Regions from separate parts of the Mus musculus genome. Here all the other regions are linked to region 3. The links are chromatin contacts, called in public HiChIP or PLAC-seq and promoter capture Hi-C maps. All regions are on one chromosome and are shown on one strand. Each heading gives the region's core, a stretch centred on a gene start, on an enhancer-like site or on the middle of the called end of the contact. The rest is flanking DNA. Distances are from core to core; before and after follow the strand shown. Region 1 has its middle 16 kb from the start of Dse. Region 2 holds the start of Trappc3l (trafficking protein particle complex 3 like). Region 3 holds the start of Calhm6 (calcium homeostasis modulator family member 6).

Evidence for each region. Promoter capture Hi-C pulls out the DNA fragments that hold promoters and counts their contacts. HiChIP or PLAC-seq counts read pairs in DNA pulled down with a chosen protein or histone mark.
Region 1: a contact with region 3 is called in an H3K27ac HiChIP or PLAC-seq map of embryonic stem cells, with 5 read pairs. The contact joins the enhancer-like site here to the promoter of Calhm6 in region 3. A contact is called at or near these places in 5 of 39 promoter capture datasets (the 3T3-L1 cell line, the C10 cell line, the HPC-7 cell line and 2 more), 4 of 484 Hi-C or Micro-C datasets (bone marrow-derived macrophages, cerebral cortex, embryonic stem cells and 1 more), 6 of 115 datasets of contacts at active chromatin or transcription factors (CD8 T cells, the HPC-7 cell line, bone marrow-derived macrophages and 3 more) and 2 of 9 other capture datasets (adipose tissue and liver).
Region 2: a promoter capture Hi-C map of second pharyngeal arch cranial neural crest shows a contact between it and region 3. The contact joins the promoter of Trappc3l here to the promoter of Calhm6 in region 3. A contact is called at or near these places in 18 of 39 promoter capture datasets (the 3T3-L1 cell line, the C10 cell line, the HPC-7 cell line and 12 more), 1 of 15 datasets of contacts at CTCF or cohesin (pro-B cells), 8 of 484 Hi-C or Micro-C datasets (CD4 T cells, Th1 cells, bone marrow-derived macrophages and 5 more), 4 of 115 datasets of contacts at active chromatin or transcription factors (CD8 T cells, effector CD8 T cells, memory CD8 T cells and 1 more) and 4 of 9 other capture datasets (adipose tissue, liver, macrophages and 1 more).

What each region holds. Positions count from the first base shown.
Region 1 is chr10:34,220,870-34,225,398 of GRCm38.p6, reverse strand. No RefSeq gene overlaps it. Among named protein-coding and RNA genes, the nearest start is that of Dse, 16 kb to the right of the region's middle. Within about 2 kb of position 2,973, at least 7 of the 459 cell types and tissues checked have an H3K27ac peak or open chromatin away from gene starts, as enhancers often do. A contact at or near this core is called in embryonic stem cells, where this site is marked.
Region 2 is chr10:34,036,278-34,040,784 of GRCm38.p6, reverse strand. Trappc3l (trafficking protein particle complex 3 like) reads right to left here and starts at 3,188. Exons shown (of 7, transcript NM_001162937.1): 1 at 3,097-3,188. It overlaps Calhm4 (calcium homeostasis modulator family member 4), which reads left to right. Exons shown (of 2, transcript NM_001081165.1): 2 at 1-2,001.
Region 3 is chr10:34,124,823-34,129,492 of GRCm38.p6, reverse strand. Calhm6 (calcium homeostasis modulator family member 6) reads left to right here and starts at 1,521. Exons shown (of 2, transcript NM_175449.4): 1 at 1,521-2,102; 2 at 2,927-3,426. The coding sequence starts at 1,584. The coding sequence ends at 3,349.

The sequences.
Region 1 (4,529 bases), core at 1,724-4,223, 94 kb before region 3:
ATCTTTTCCATGGGTGCTGGGTGTTAGCATTCTGTCTAAGCTCCGCCCCACAGTTACCTGGCAACAGGTAGGCCTGACCCACTATAAAAGGGGCTGCTTGCCTCCCTCTTTGCTCTCTTGCTCCTCTTTTGCACTCTTGCTCTTTCTCTGCTTATCTTCCCCCTTTCTCCCCATTCCCATGGCCAGCCTCTACTCCTCTACTTGCTTTCTTGCTCTCTCTCTCTCTCTTCCTTTTTCTACCCTCTCAACTCCCTTCTCAGCATGAGCCTACCGAGGCACCCCTTCCCATACCCCTCCTAGAACACATTCCCCACTCTTTGTGCTTTTATAGACACAACACTGGGGTCAGAACTCAATTCTCACACTTGTGCAGCAAGCACTTGACCCCTAAATAGGGCTAAGATGTAGCTCTCCTTCCAGTGCTTGCCTGTGTATTAGATCCTAGCACAGCTGGGGAGGGGGAGAGGTAATACATTCTTCCTTTTCTAGAGTTTAGGGATCTAACCTATAGCTTTAAGAGAGTAACTAGCTGAATTCAATTGTAGTTTTGGAGGTTTTGCTTTGTTGTCTCATACTGTTTTATCTAGGCTTTTGTTTTTCTTCCTTTGTTTTTCTTACCCTACAGGGCTTTTATTTTTATATTTTGGTTTTTGATTTTTGTGCTTTTAGGAGTTTTCTGTATGTGTCAGTGTGTTTTTATGTCTATATATGTTTCTTTTGCTTTTTTTTTTTACTTTCTTTTTTCATTTGTTTGTTTTGTCATTTGTTTGTTTTGTCCTATTTGTTCATTTTTATTTTATTATTACCTCCTCTTTCCTTTTTTTCTTGTTTTTGTTTTTTGTCTTGTTTTTTGCTTTTTTTTTCCTTTTAGATGCCTGTTTGTTGTCTAATGAGAGAGAACAAGGATGTGGATTTGGGTGGGTGGGAGACAGCTAGAATCTGGGAGGAGGTAGGGGAGAGGGGGAGAGGGAGAGAGGGGGAGAGGAAACCAAAACCAGAATATATTGTTTGGCTGGGGGTAGAAATATATTTTCAATTTAAAGAAAGAGTAATTAACTCAGATTGAAAATTAATTTTCAATTTTTATAAAGTGATTTCTGTTTTAAGAATATAGAATAGTAAGACAATTAGAAACTGATGAGGCACTAATATTCTTTTGTTGTTTTTTTGTTTTTTGTTTTTTGTTTTTGCTTGTTTGTCTGTTTTTTGCCTTTTTTTTTTTTTTTTTTTTTTCGAGACAGGGTTTCTCTGTATAGCCCTGGCTGTCCTGGAACTCACTTTGTAGACGAGGCTGGCATCAAACTCAGAAATCCACCTGTCTCTGCCTCCCAAGTGCTGGGATTAAAGGCATTTAAAAATAAGATGTGGTGAAGAACTATGTAAAGGCCATTGCAATATGGTCTGCATTTTCTGGGGGACCTGCATATGTCTTTGCATGTAAGCTCCTTATGAATAAGCACTGCTGTAGAGGAGGAATGTGTTTGTGGATGTGCAGTCAGGAGTGGGGGAAGGGTGCCTCTGCAGGCCCATGCCAAGGTATCCCTTATCACTGAGGGACCAGCCACACGATGGTATTGTATAGAATAGAGTTTATTCAGGTCATGGGGAGGGGAGTTGAGAGGATAGTGGAGACAGAGAAAAGCAGAGAGAGAGAGAGAGAGAGTAGAGGAGTAGAGGTCGGCCATGAGCACGTGGAGAGAGCAGGGAGGGGAATGGAAAGAGAGGTGCAGCAGGAGGAAGAGGACAGAGGAATAGCAAAAAAGAGAGAGAGGGGGGAGAGACAGAGAGAGACAGAGAGAGAGAGGAAAGGAGAAAGAAAGGGGGCAAGAAGCTCCTTTTATAGTGAGTCAGGCAAGCTTGGCTGTTGCCCGGTAATTGTGGGGTGGAGCCTAGACAAAATCCGAACAAGCACCATGAGAAAAGTCATTCTTTTTATATTATAAATGCTGACTTGAGCAAACTCTGTATAAATCAACATGAAAATCAAATTTTAACTTTGCAAGATCATGAAATTCTACCAAATTATTCTCAAAAAAAAAAAAAAAGGCAATGAGTGGGAATTAATAATTCAAAGACCTGGGTTGGAGAGATGGCTCAGCAGTTAAGAGTACTGACTGCTCTTCCAGAGGTCCTGAGTTCAATTTCCAGCAGCCATATTGAGGCTCACAACCACCTGTAATGGGATCTGACAACCTCTTTTGGTGTGTCTGAAGTCAGCTATAGTGTACTCATATACATAAAATAAATAAATAAATCTTAAGGAAAACATAATGCAAAGACTCACTGATATAGAGTCTACTCACGTAATGAACCAAGAACCTAGGAGTCAAAAGCTGGCTGACATTCAGTACAGTTCCTTAAACAGCAGAGGATAAGACTCCACATCTCAGACCTTCATTAATTATTCTCCGAATAAGCTATGCTTTACATACATATGGTTGTTAATGTAAACACTACAACTTTCCTTCCAAAAACAAACAAAAAGTATGTCATGGTGGCTTGAGCCACTCAGGAGGCAGAACAACACAACAAGCCACCTTGGTTGACAGAGTGATTTCCTGGGCACCCAGAAGCACAAGGTGAAACTCACCTCATAAAACTATTAAAAATAGCTCTTAAGTGTTTCCCATGACTTTAGACATGACGAACATAGATTAATTATATAAAGATTTTCCTGGCATATCATCTGGATTGTTGTTTTGTTTTGTTTGTTTGTTTGTTTGTTTGTTTTTGGTGGTGGTGGGAAGCTGAATCCTGCTTTAGAAAACATTCCAGTCTCTGTTCTAAATTGTGCTATTTTCTGTAGAATGTGCAGACTCATGCCCATCCATAAACAGCTGCCTTCATGGGTTTAAGTCAATACTGTGTCTACATAGTGGTTAGTAGGACACTTGGGCTTGTTTTTTTAGTCCCTCTTTCCTTCCACATGGTCAGCACCACTGAGAACTTCCTATAGCAGGAATGTGAAATGTTTCCCTCCCTCTGAAGCCCAGAGCCCTTCAGGAAGTCAAGATGATGATGCTGGCCCACACCCAGCTATTCTGGCAGCAGTAAATTAACCCTTACTGTACCTGAGAGCAGTGTTTGCAGTGTGATGGAAGTGAAAATGAGCCTGCTGTGCCATCCTCAGATCGTCAAACTCTCATTCTTTACTTAAGAAACATGGTAACGATCCAGCAAACTTGCATTTTAATTCCTTTTTAAGAAGATTTAGTTATTCATTTTATGTATGTAAGTATACTGTCACTCTCTTCGGACACACCAGAAGATGGCTTCAGATCCTATTACAAATGGTTGTGAGCCACCATGTGGTTGCTGGGAATTGAGCTCAGAACCCTTAGAAGAGCTCAGCCAGTGCTGTTAACATCTGAGCCATTTCTTCAGCCACATTTAAATTCTTTTTTTTTTTTAAAGTACTAGAGTCTTTTTTTTTTTTAAGATTTATTTATTATATGTAAGTACACTGTAGCTGTCTTCAGACACACCAGAAGAGGGAGTCAGTTCTTGTTACAGATGGTTGTGAGCCACCATGTGGTTGCTGGGATTTGAACTCTGGACCTTTGGAAGAGCAGTCGGGTGCTCTTACCCACTGAGCCACCTCGCCAGCCCCAAATTTAAATCCTTAAGGGCTACTTTTGTAACTGACTGTCATGTGTTTTAGCCTCTAAATATATCACAATGGCTTTGTGCTGCATTATGTTAATTTCTAATTAATTAAAAACTTCATTATTTTTGCCTCATAGAATGGTAACATGCTTTCTGAAATATTTAGTAGTGCTTAACAAGGGAGGAAAACATGCAAGAGAGAGAAAGGCCTGTCAGCCAGGGGCAGAAATCTACTCGTGTTTTGCTAAATGGACAGATAGGTAAACTGCCTTCTAAGTAACTCATATTGGTAGACTACCACTGCTCTCAGCCCTGTTCAGAGAGCCTCTTTCTCCACCAGTGATGACTAATTCAGAGACTCTCACCTTGTGGAAAGTGGAGGGAGAATAAATGACTATTGAGTGCCCAGTCCTAAATGGGGCATCTATAACACACTCCCAAAGCCCAGGGAACCTTGTAGAAAAGGCACTGGAGAGAATTTAAGAGCCAGTGGATGGTGTGTGTGTGTGTGTGTGTGTGTGTGTGTGTGTGTGTGTGTGTGTGTTATGAAATACTAGTTTCTGAATTTGAACACTCTAGCAGTTATGGATAACTACATAAGACCCATCAAATGTGGGTTCTTTAACATTCCATCATGGGTCTGGAGTGAGAGGTTATGGAGCCAAACCCTTTCTCCAGGAGCTTTCAGAAGCTAATGGTTGCCAGGGGAAGGTGTTCCATTGTCTAGAGTGGTGTAGCCTCATATTCCAGTAGAATGACCCCATCCATGCTTATACAAGAAACGCTAATTAAATACAGTATGAAACAGGTATGAAAGTAGAAAGAGAGTTATTCAGGAAGAAAGGAGAGTCATCAGGAGTAGGAGGCTGGTAAGTGGAGCTAGTGAGTTGTAATATAAACACTATATTGTAGAAATACATGGA
Region 2 (4,507 bases), core at 1,939-4,438, 90 kb after region 3:
CTAAAGCTTCCCTTCTATGATCCACAACAGGGGTCCCAACTGTAACTTTTCCTTGTCAAATTGTTCCTTTATGTTCCCAAACCTCTTTAAGGACCTAAGGAATGAAGTTTTACAATTTCTAGTTGTTTCTCAAACTCAAAGCAGCAGACACAATGAGAGGGAGAGATGCTGGAAGGATGGCTCATTGGGTAAGAGCAAATACTTCTCTGCTGAAGAACCTGAGTTTGGTTTATAATACCCATGTCAGGTGGCCCATGCTACCTGACGTTCCAGATCCAGGGTATCTAACACTTCTGGCCTCCACAGGTACCTGTCTCACAGGACCATAACCCCACAGAGAAACATACACATAATTTTAAAAATAAATAAATAGAACCTGGGGCAAGATAGACATTAGAAAATATGTCTTGATTAGAGTTGTTTCAAACCTGACTTCTGTCATGTTCACTTAAGCACCTGGCTCCTGGGCCCAGCGAGGGACCTCAGGGTTTTTGCTTATTTACTTCTTTAGCCAAAATTATTTTTGATTGCCAGAGAACCAACTGCTGATGGTCATCTTGACTTTCAAGGAGATCAACTAACTGGATTATCTAAAATGCCACCAATTTCTTATTGATGCATTTGTATACAGTTATGAGAGGTTCTATTTTGTGTCAAATTCTGGGAGCTTTGACTTGACAGAAACAAGTAAGAAGGGATTTTTGAGAAAACAAAATCCTTTCAGGAGTTTCCCTGATAGAACATTGCTTAGTGTGACACTTTGCTTGGCCAGGAAATTGTCCTGAACTCACTGTCAACCAATGATAACCTTATGAAAGTCAGACCATCTCTATGGGGCCTAATTTGTTGATTTGTAAAGCAGAACTAATGATGCCTTATCTTGCGGAAGTCAAGGAACTGAACCAAATGAACTACTGAAGCTAATTCATAATCTGATAAAATGTTTATATTCACTGTTATGTAGGTTAATCAATGGATACAGAGCAGTGGTTTTCAACCCTCCTAATCCTGGGACCCTTTAATACAGTTCCTCATGTTGTGATGATCCCCCAACCAGTAAAATTACTTGTGTTGCAGCTTCATAACTGTCATTCTGCTATTGTTACAAATCATAATGTAACTATCTGTGTTTTCCAATGGTCTTAGGTGACCCCTGTGAACGTGTCATTCAACTCTTAAGGAGTCGTGCCACACAGGTTGAAAAGCACTGGTATACAGTTTTTCTGGAATGATAGTAGACCTATGTTGCCTCTTCACTGAGTTGTATCTTTAGCTTTCTCTAAAAGACATCAACTGGCATTCTGCTTTTGGAAGAACATTAAGAGTGACTTTTTTTCAGGTGGCCTGGGGAAGGTAGCTCTACTTTATCTACTGTGTACTGGGGCTGATACAATATTACAAAAGCAATGTTGAAAAAGTAGCTAAAGTAGATGTACATAGTAGAAGGCCACTCAGTTCCCTCCAATAGGAAAGTCAGTGAACAGGGAATGTCTCATCCATTTTATTCTCAAAATTCCCATGAGGCTGAGAGTTCTTTGTCTCTACTGAGCCAAGAGTTTTATAATTTCGTCTGTGCTGACTTACTAGTAAATGAATCATCCTCACCAAACTCGGAATTGGTTTATTAGTTTTCAGGACCTTCACCACAAAGAGACTTTTCAATAAGGTTTTCAATTAACAGCACAATCAAAGAATGTATGAAGTTATAGTGTTACATCACCAGGAAGATTAATAGTTGCTTAGGACTTAACAATAGGAAACAGCCTCTGACGGCTTCTGAAGCCCTCTCCTCAACAAACTCAAACAGAGAAAGCTTACCTTCTGAGCCAGTTAATCGTGGCCATGACTTTTTGGTAAAGGAGATGGGGAATTCCTGATTTACATGGTTCTGAGGAATTCCTAGCATCTATATGAATGCATGAATAATAGCATATATACTTGATATTTTATTGCATTGTGTATCATCTATTTCAAATGAAATAAATCGATACCCCACCCTCTTTTCATGTATTCTTTTGTTCAGCAGCTAGCTGGGTAAATTTTTTTCATTAAGAACATGGCCTTTCAGCCTTATTTATAATAGCCAGAAACTGGAAAGAACCCAGATGCCCCTCAACAGAGGAATGGATACAGAAAATGTGGTACATCTACACAATGGAGTACTACTCAGCTATTAAAAAGAATGAATTTATGAAATTCCTAGCCAAATGGATGGACCTGGAGAGCATCATCCTGAGTGAGGTAACACAATCACAAAGGAACTCACACAATATGTACTCACTGATAAGTGGATACTAGCCCAAAACCTAGGATACCCACGATATAAGATACAATTTCCTAAACACATGAAACTCAAGAAAAATGAAGACTGAAGTGTGGACACTATGCCCCTCCTTAGAAGTGGGAACAAAACACCCATGGAAGGAGTTACAGAAACAAAGTTTGGAGCTGAGATGAAAGGATGGACCATGTAGAGACTGCCATATCCAGGGATCCACCCCATAATCAGCATCCAAACGCTGACACCATTGCATATACTAGCAAGATTTTATCGAAAGGACCCAGATGTAGCTGTCTCTTGTGAGACTATGCCGGGGCCTAGCAAACACAGAAGTGGATGCTCACAGTCAGCTAATGGATGGATCACAGGGCTCCCAATGGAGGAGCTAGAGAAAGTACCCAAGGAGCTAAAGGGATCTGCAACCCTATAGGTGGAACAACATTATGAACTAACCAGTACCCCTGAGCTCTTGACTCTAGCTGCATATGTATCAAAAGATGGCCTAGTCGGCCATCACTGGAAAGAGAGGCCCATTGGACACGCAGACTTTGTGTGCCCCGGTACAGGGGAACGCCAGGGCCAAAGGGGGGGAGTGGGTGGGTAGGGGAGTGGGGGTGGGTGGGTAAGGGGGACTTTTGGTATAGCATTGGAAATGTAAATGAGCTAAATCCCTAATAAAAAATGGGAAAAAAAAAAAAAAAAAAAAAAAAAAAAAAAAAAAAAAAAAGAACATGGCCTTCCTCTCCTTTATGCTTAATGGGTTTAGGTAATTATAAAGCATATAATTAAAATCAATTATATGCGCTAACACCTACCTTGTATTTTTGCTGCCAAGTTCTTTTGGCTGGCACATCAATTTCTGTGGCTTGGCAGAGATAGACTCGCTGACTTCTCCTTTGTCTGCTCCACTACTCCACCAGGATTCAGACCACCGCCTTCCCAGGAGAAAAATAAACCCAAAGCTTAGCTCTGGCTGTTTCTGACTCCTTTACTCTAGCAAAGCTGAATTGCACAGACCTTACTTATGCTTCATCATTCTCCTTGATTCTGTACTCATTCCAGCTGTGTTTTTGTTTAAAAATTTAAGGTAATGACTGCAATTAGAAACAGCCATGTGGGGGCTCAGGGTTTAATAGCGCTTGTTGCTTTTCCCGAGGATCTGCATTCTTTTGCCAGCACCCACACCTGGTAGTTTCTAACCACATGCAACTCCAGTCCAATGAGATCTATATCACTTTCTCTTGCACTCTTTTTTTTAAAAGAAAAAGAAAAAAGAAACAACAGCGTGGGCTTACTGTTCTTTCGCATCTAGTTTGTACTAAAAGGCAAACACAAACAGACCTTTACATTTTTAAATCATATAACTAATTAACGGCATTCTGAATGCAGAGTACAAATATGTTTTCTAGCTCAAAAAGCCACAAATGCATAGACACAATTTTAGGTTCAACATGCAGCATACCAAGTATTAGTATGCGATCAAGAAAGAGCAGAGTGCCAGGCTTGGGAAACAGGCAGGTTTAAAACTGGTTGTGTGAACTGGAAGTTAACATGTCTACAGATGTGACCCTGGATGGAATAGCGCACGGTGGTTCTAAACGGGTGAACTGCATCGTCCTTAGTGGAACTCATTTGGCTGTTCTAAACTCCAAGAATGATGAATCTTCTTTAATCTCAGCATCTAGGGAGACTGCAGCTTTCATGTATGGTTTCCTCTGTTGCCACCTAGTGGTTTCTATGAGTATGTGCACTATCTGTAGTGGGTGACTGCAGTACATATGGAGCATTACAAAGATATGAAGTCTGAAGCATTCCAAACATTAAGACATTTAAAACAGCAACATGAGGGGTTTGAAATGCTCCATCAGTAAATCTACGCAAATATTTCCAACTTGAAAAAAACACTTTCAGAATTACCACCACCCCTGTCCTGGAGTCTCAGGTTCTCTTTTTCTCTCCCTCTTCCTCTCCCACCCTCCCTCCCTCCCTCCCTCCCTCCCACCTCTCTCTCTCTCTCTCTCTCTCTCTCTCTCGCTCTCTCTCTCACACACACACACACACACACACACACACACACACACATGAAAGGTCCAGGACAGCACTATAATCTTGTTTCTTTCAGAAGGCCATAGTTATGAAGGGTTAACATGGAGTTCAGAGAAGCACTGTCACTCATTACTCATATGACCTTATGAATGTCAGCCTCTCTGGAACTTTAATTTTCCT
Region 3 (4,670 bases), core at 272-2,771:
TCTGGCTCTGGGCTGGTTCCCCCGGTTGCATGGCTCCCTCGCTTCACAAACTATCTACTCAAGCTCTGTGTGGATGCCATCCTTGTGTTGGGCTAAGGGCCATATGAATTATTTTGAGTAGTACGAAGTGCCTGTGCCTATTCCTTGGCCTAAAACTGTGAACACATTTGGAGCCTTAAATGATATGCAATAAAGTTAACTGTTGTACATTCTCAGGGAAAAGGAGAGTAAGTTGTAACCTGCCAAACTGATCACTCTTTCTGCCATGTACATGCACCAAATGCAGTTTTCTCATCAGCTGCTGGACTTACAGAATGCCTGAGCTCAAAGCTCGTGCTCTTTCTAGCTTTCTCCACTTCATTGGGAGTTATGAAATAGTAGAGTTCAATGTCACAGCCTTGCTTAGAGTTTGTATCAGAAGAACTACCAGGAGGGGAATGAAAACAGGAGTCATGTTAGATGTAGCTTCAACTTAAAAACTGTTTGGTTTAACTAGCATTCTGCTTTGGTTTCTGTGCTGTTGTTGTTTGTTTTGTTTTGGAACAGGGTTGGTCTCACGGTAGAGTTTTGGCTGCCCTGGAATTCCAGATATAGATCAGGCTAGCTTTGAACTCACAGAGATCCACCTGTCTGTCTCTGCCTTCCCAATGCTACGATTAAAGGCTAGGATTAAAGACATCTCTCACTCTCAGTTTTACTGTGGTTTAGCTTATGAAAGAAAAATGAAATGTTCCTGTTTCCTGTAAATGTTGTGGGTTTTTGTAACTGGGACTTGGCTTTGGCATTAGGGCTGCTGCAATAGAGAAAAATTCAGAAGTTTTCCGAGCTTGGTCATCTGCCTACACTGTAAGAGGTCACTTTGGGTTGGAGGAAAGCAAAGAAACAGAACCGGAGTTTTCTTGAAAGCGTTCCAGAACTGAGGGAGTCATGTGACTGGGACCTCAGCCTTCTGCTCTGTCCTTTGCAGTTTGGATCCTGGAAGGCTGGCTAGGGGCTAAGAAAGAACGAAAAAGGAGCAGGCATGCAGACACAATGAGGCGGGGGTCAGGTGGGTCTCCCCTTAGCTTGTATATTAGGTACAGCACGGAAAAGGGGTTAGATTGGGAAGCCATCTCTGTAGGGCAGAAGTCACAGCCTATAAACTTCCAGGAGAAGGCTGCAATTGCTAGTTTTACATGCACCGGTCAACTGTTTATAAACATACTCAGACTCCCAAGGACAGCTTTGCTGTTACTTTTGACTGTGACCTGTACGGGTAATGGCTCCTGCGAATTTACATGGACCAATCAGTCTCACAGGCTGCCCATGTTGAGATACACAGTCATTCAGATCTTCTCTTTGCTCAGGACTTTTCTGCTCCCTACAGTCTTGGGATGTGGAGTGGATCTTAGGAGATCAAAGATCACAGGGACTTTATTTGTGGGACTTTACCAGAACTGGTGTGATTGAAAAAAAAGAAAGTGAAACCCGGAAGGGTTTCCTTTTTGAAAGTTGCTTCAAAGCACGATGTAAAGTACAGTACACGGTTCACTCAACCTTCCTGAGAAGCAGAGCCTGTGGGGTGTCCAGTGTGAGCAGAACCCATGGAAAAGTTCAAGGCAGTGCTGGACCTGCAGAGAAAGCACCGCAACGCCCTGGGCTATAGCCTGGTGACCCTACTGACGGCTGGTGGGGAGAAGATCTTCTCCTCAGTGGTGTTCCAGTGTCCCTGCACTGCCACCTGGAACCTGCCCTACGGCCTGGTGTTCCTGCTGGTGCCTGCCCTCGCGCTTTTCCTCCTGGGATATGCGCTGAGCGCGCGCACATGGCGCCTGCTCACCGGCTGCTGCTCCCGGAGCGCGCGATTCAGTTCGGGGTTGCGCAGCGCGTTCGTGTGCGCCCAGCTCAGCATGACCGCGGCATTCGCGCCCCTCACCTGGGTGGCCGTGGCGCTGCTCGAGGGCTCTTTCTACCAATGTGCTGTCAGCGGGAGCGCGCGCTTGGCGCCATACCTGTGCAAGGGCCGCGACCCCAACTGCAATGCCACGCTACCGCAGGCTCCCTGCAACAAGCAGAAGGTGGAAATGCAGGAGATCCTGAGCCAGCTCAAGGCTCAGTCTCAGGTCAGGCTCTGGGAGCGATGGGGAGGCTCAGAGGCGCGAGGAAGTCAGTGACTTTTCTCTAGACCAGGGACTGAATATTTAAATAGGGAAATTTGTCCCCTCAGTAGGAGCCGAAGTACTTTTTATGTTATTCTTTAGTGTTTCCTTCCACTGTGTAGCAAAGCCTCAGGACAGGTGAATTTTGTATATTCTGGGAAAACTAGAAGCATTATTACATTAGAACCTATCTTGCCAGCCCCAAACACACTATCCACACATTTAGAAAGCCCCGGGGCGCGGGAGGAGGAGATGCTCTTTATAATGAGTACCCTTTCTAGAAGCCCCACATTTTCAGTTACAGGGGAGTGATACGTGAGCTCTTTTTTGTATATTTTACATGACTTGGACTAATGGACTATTGTTGACTTTCTAAAACAGCAGTAGGGTTGTTGTACTGTGTTGTGTGTGTGTGTGTGTGGTGGAGGATAGTTTTTTTGTTTTGTTTTTTTCTTTCTTTCTTTTCTTTTCTTTTTTCTTTTTTTTTCGAGATAGGGTTTCTCTGTTCAGCCCTGGTTGTCCTGGAACTCAGGCTATAGACCAGGCTGGCCTTGAACTCAGAAATCTGCCTACCTCTGCCTCCCAAGTGCTGGGATTAAAGGTGTGCGCCACCGCCGCCCAGCTGGTGGAGGATAATTACTACCAACAGTTCTTTTTCTAAAGGGCTTAAGACAAGACTTGTTCACTATCAAAGCTGGTAAATAGTTTAGTAAATACTTTATCTCGGGCTTTTAAATTTTTATAATGTCAAAAGTCACTAAGTTGCCTTCCTGTTTTGTTTCCTGTAGGTGTTCGGTTGGATTCTGATAGCTGCCGTTATTATCTTACTTCTTCTTGTTAAGTCTGTGACCCGATGCTTCTCTCCGGTTAGTTATCTGCAGTTAAAATTCTGGGAAATCTATTGGGAAAAGGAGAAGCAGATTCTTCAAAATCAAGCTGCAGAGAATGCGACACAGTTGGCCGAAGAGAATGTTAGATGTTTCTTTGAGTGCTCGAAGCCGAAGGAATGCAACACTCCAAGCAGTAAAGACTGGCAGGAAATCTCAGCGTTGTACACATTCAATCCCAAGAACCAGTTCTACAGCATGCTGCACAAGTATGTTAGCAGAGAAGAAATGAGCGGCAGTGTCCGCTCTGTGGAAGGAGATGCAGTGATCCCTGCCCTTGGCTTTGTAGATGACATGTCCATGACTAACACTCACGAACTATGATCTTACACAAGAACAGAAAAAAAAAATGTTTTGAATTGTTGCTTTTATATAAAAAAATAAATATTGGTATATTTTAAGGCTGTTTCTCCCAAGTTTTGAGACTTAATTCTGAAACTGTAACAAACTTTTAACCTTTGTATTATATTGGTTTTTTTTCTATTATTTATTTGCTTTACATCCCAATTGCAGCCCCCTCTTTCTGCCCAATCCTCCTGTCATATAGACCCTCCTCCACTGTCCCCTCCCCTTCTCCTCTAAGAAGGGAACCCCACCCCACCCCCACTGGCATATCAAGTCACTGCAGGACTAGGCACATCCTCTCCCAGTGAAGGCAGACAAGACAGCCCAGTTAGGGAAACAGGATGCACAGACAGGGAACAGAGTCAGGGACAGCCCCCTCTCCAGTTTTTGGGGAGCCCTCATGAAGACCAAGCTGCACTTCTGCTACATATGGGGTGGGGGCAGGCCCTAGGTTCAGCCCATATATACTCTTTGGTTAGTGGTTCAGGCTCTGGGCCTTCCCCAAGGGACCAGGTTAGTTGACTCTGTTGGTCTTCCTGTGGAGTCCCTATCCCCTTGTGTTCCTCAATCTTTCCCCTAACTCTTCCACAAGACTCCTGGAGCTCTGTCTAATGGTTGGCTGGGGGTCTCTGTATTTGTTTCCATCAGCTGCTGGATGGAGCCTCTCAGAGACCAGTTATGCTAGGCTGCTGTCTGCAAGCAAAACAGAGTATCATTAATAGTGTCTGGATTGGTTCTTTCCCATAGGGATGACTCTCAAGTTGAGCCAGCCATTGTTTGGCCATTTGCTCAATCTATTCCATCTTTATTCCTGCTTCTGTTGTATGTGAGTTGGTGTCCATATCCCTCCACTGATACAAACTCTAAGCAAGGCTTGCATTCCTTCAGCTTCAAGCACTCAAACATCTAACATTCTCTTTGGCCAACTGTGTCGCATGATCTTTAGTTTGACTTTGAAGAATCTGTTTCTCCTTTCCAAATAGATTTCCCAGAATTTTAACTGCAGATAACACTGGACTCTTTTTAAATTTCTTCCTTGACCCAGTAGTCATTGATTAGAGAGTTTCATGTTTATCTTCATGTTCATCTTCATGTTCAGTTTCCATGAGTGTGTAGGCTTTTTGCCGTTCCTGTTGTGGAAGTCCAGCCTTAATACATGGCATTCTGATAAGATACAGAGGGTTATTTCAATCTTCTTGTTTCTGTTGAAGCTGGCTTTGCAGTCTAGTATATGCTCAATTTTGGAGAAAGTTCCTGAGGTGCTGAGAAGAAGGTACATTCTTTTGTGTTTATGTGAAAT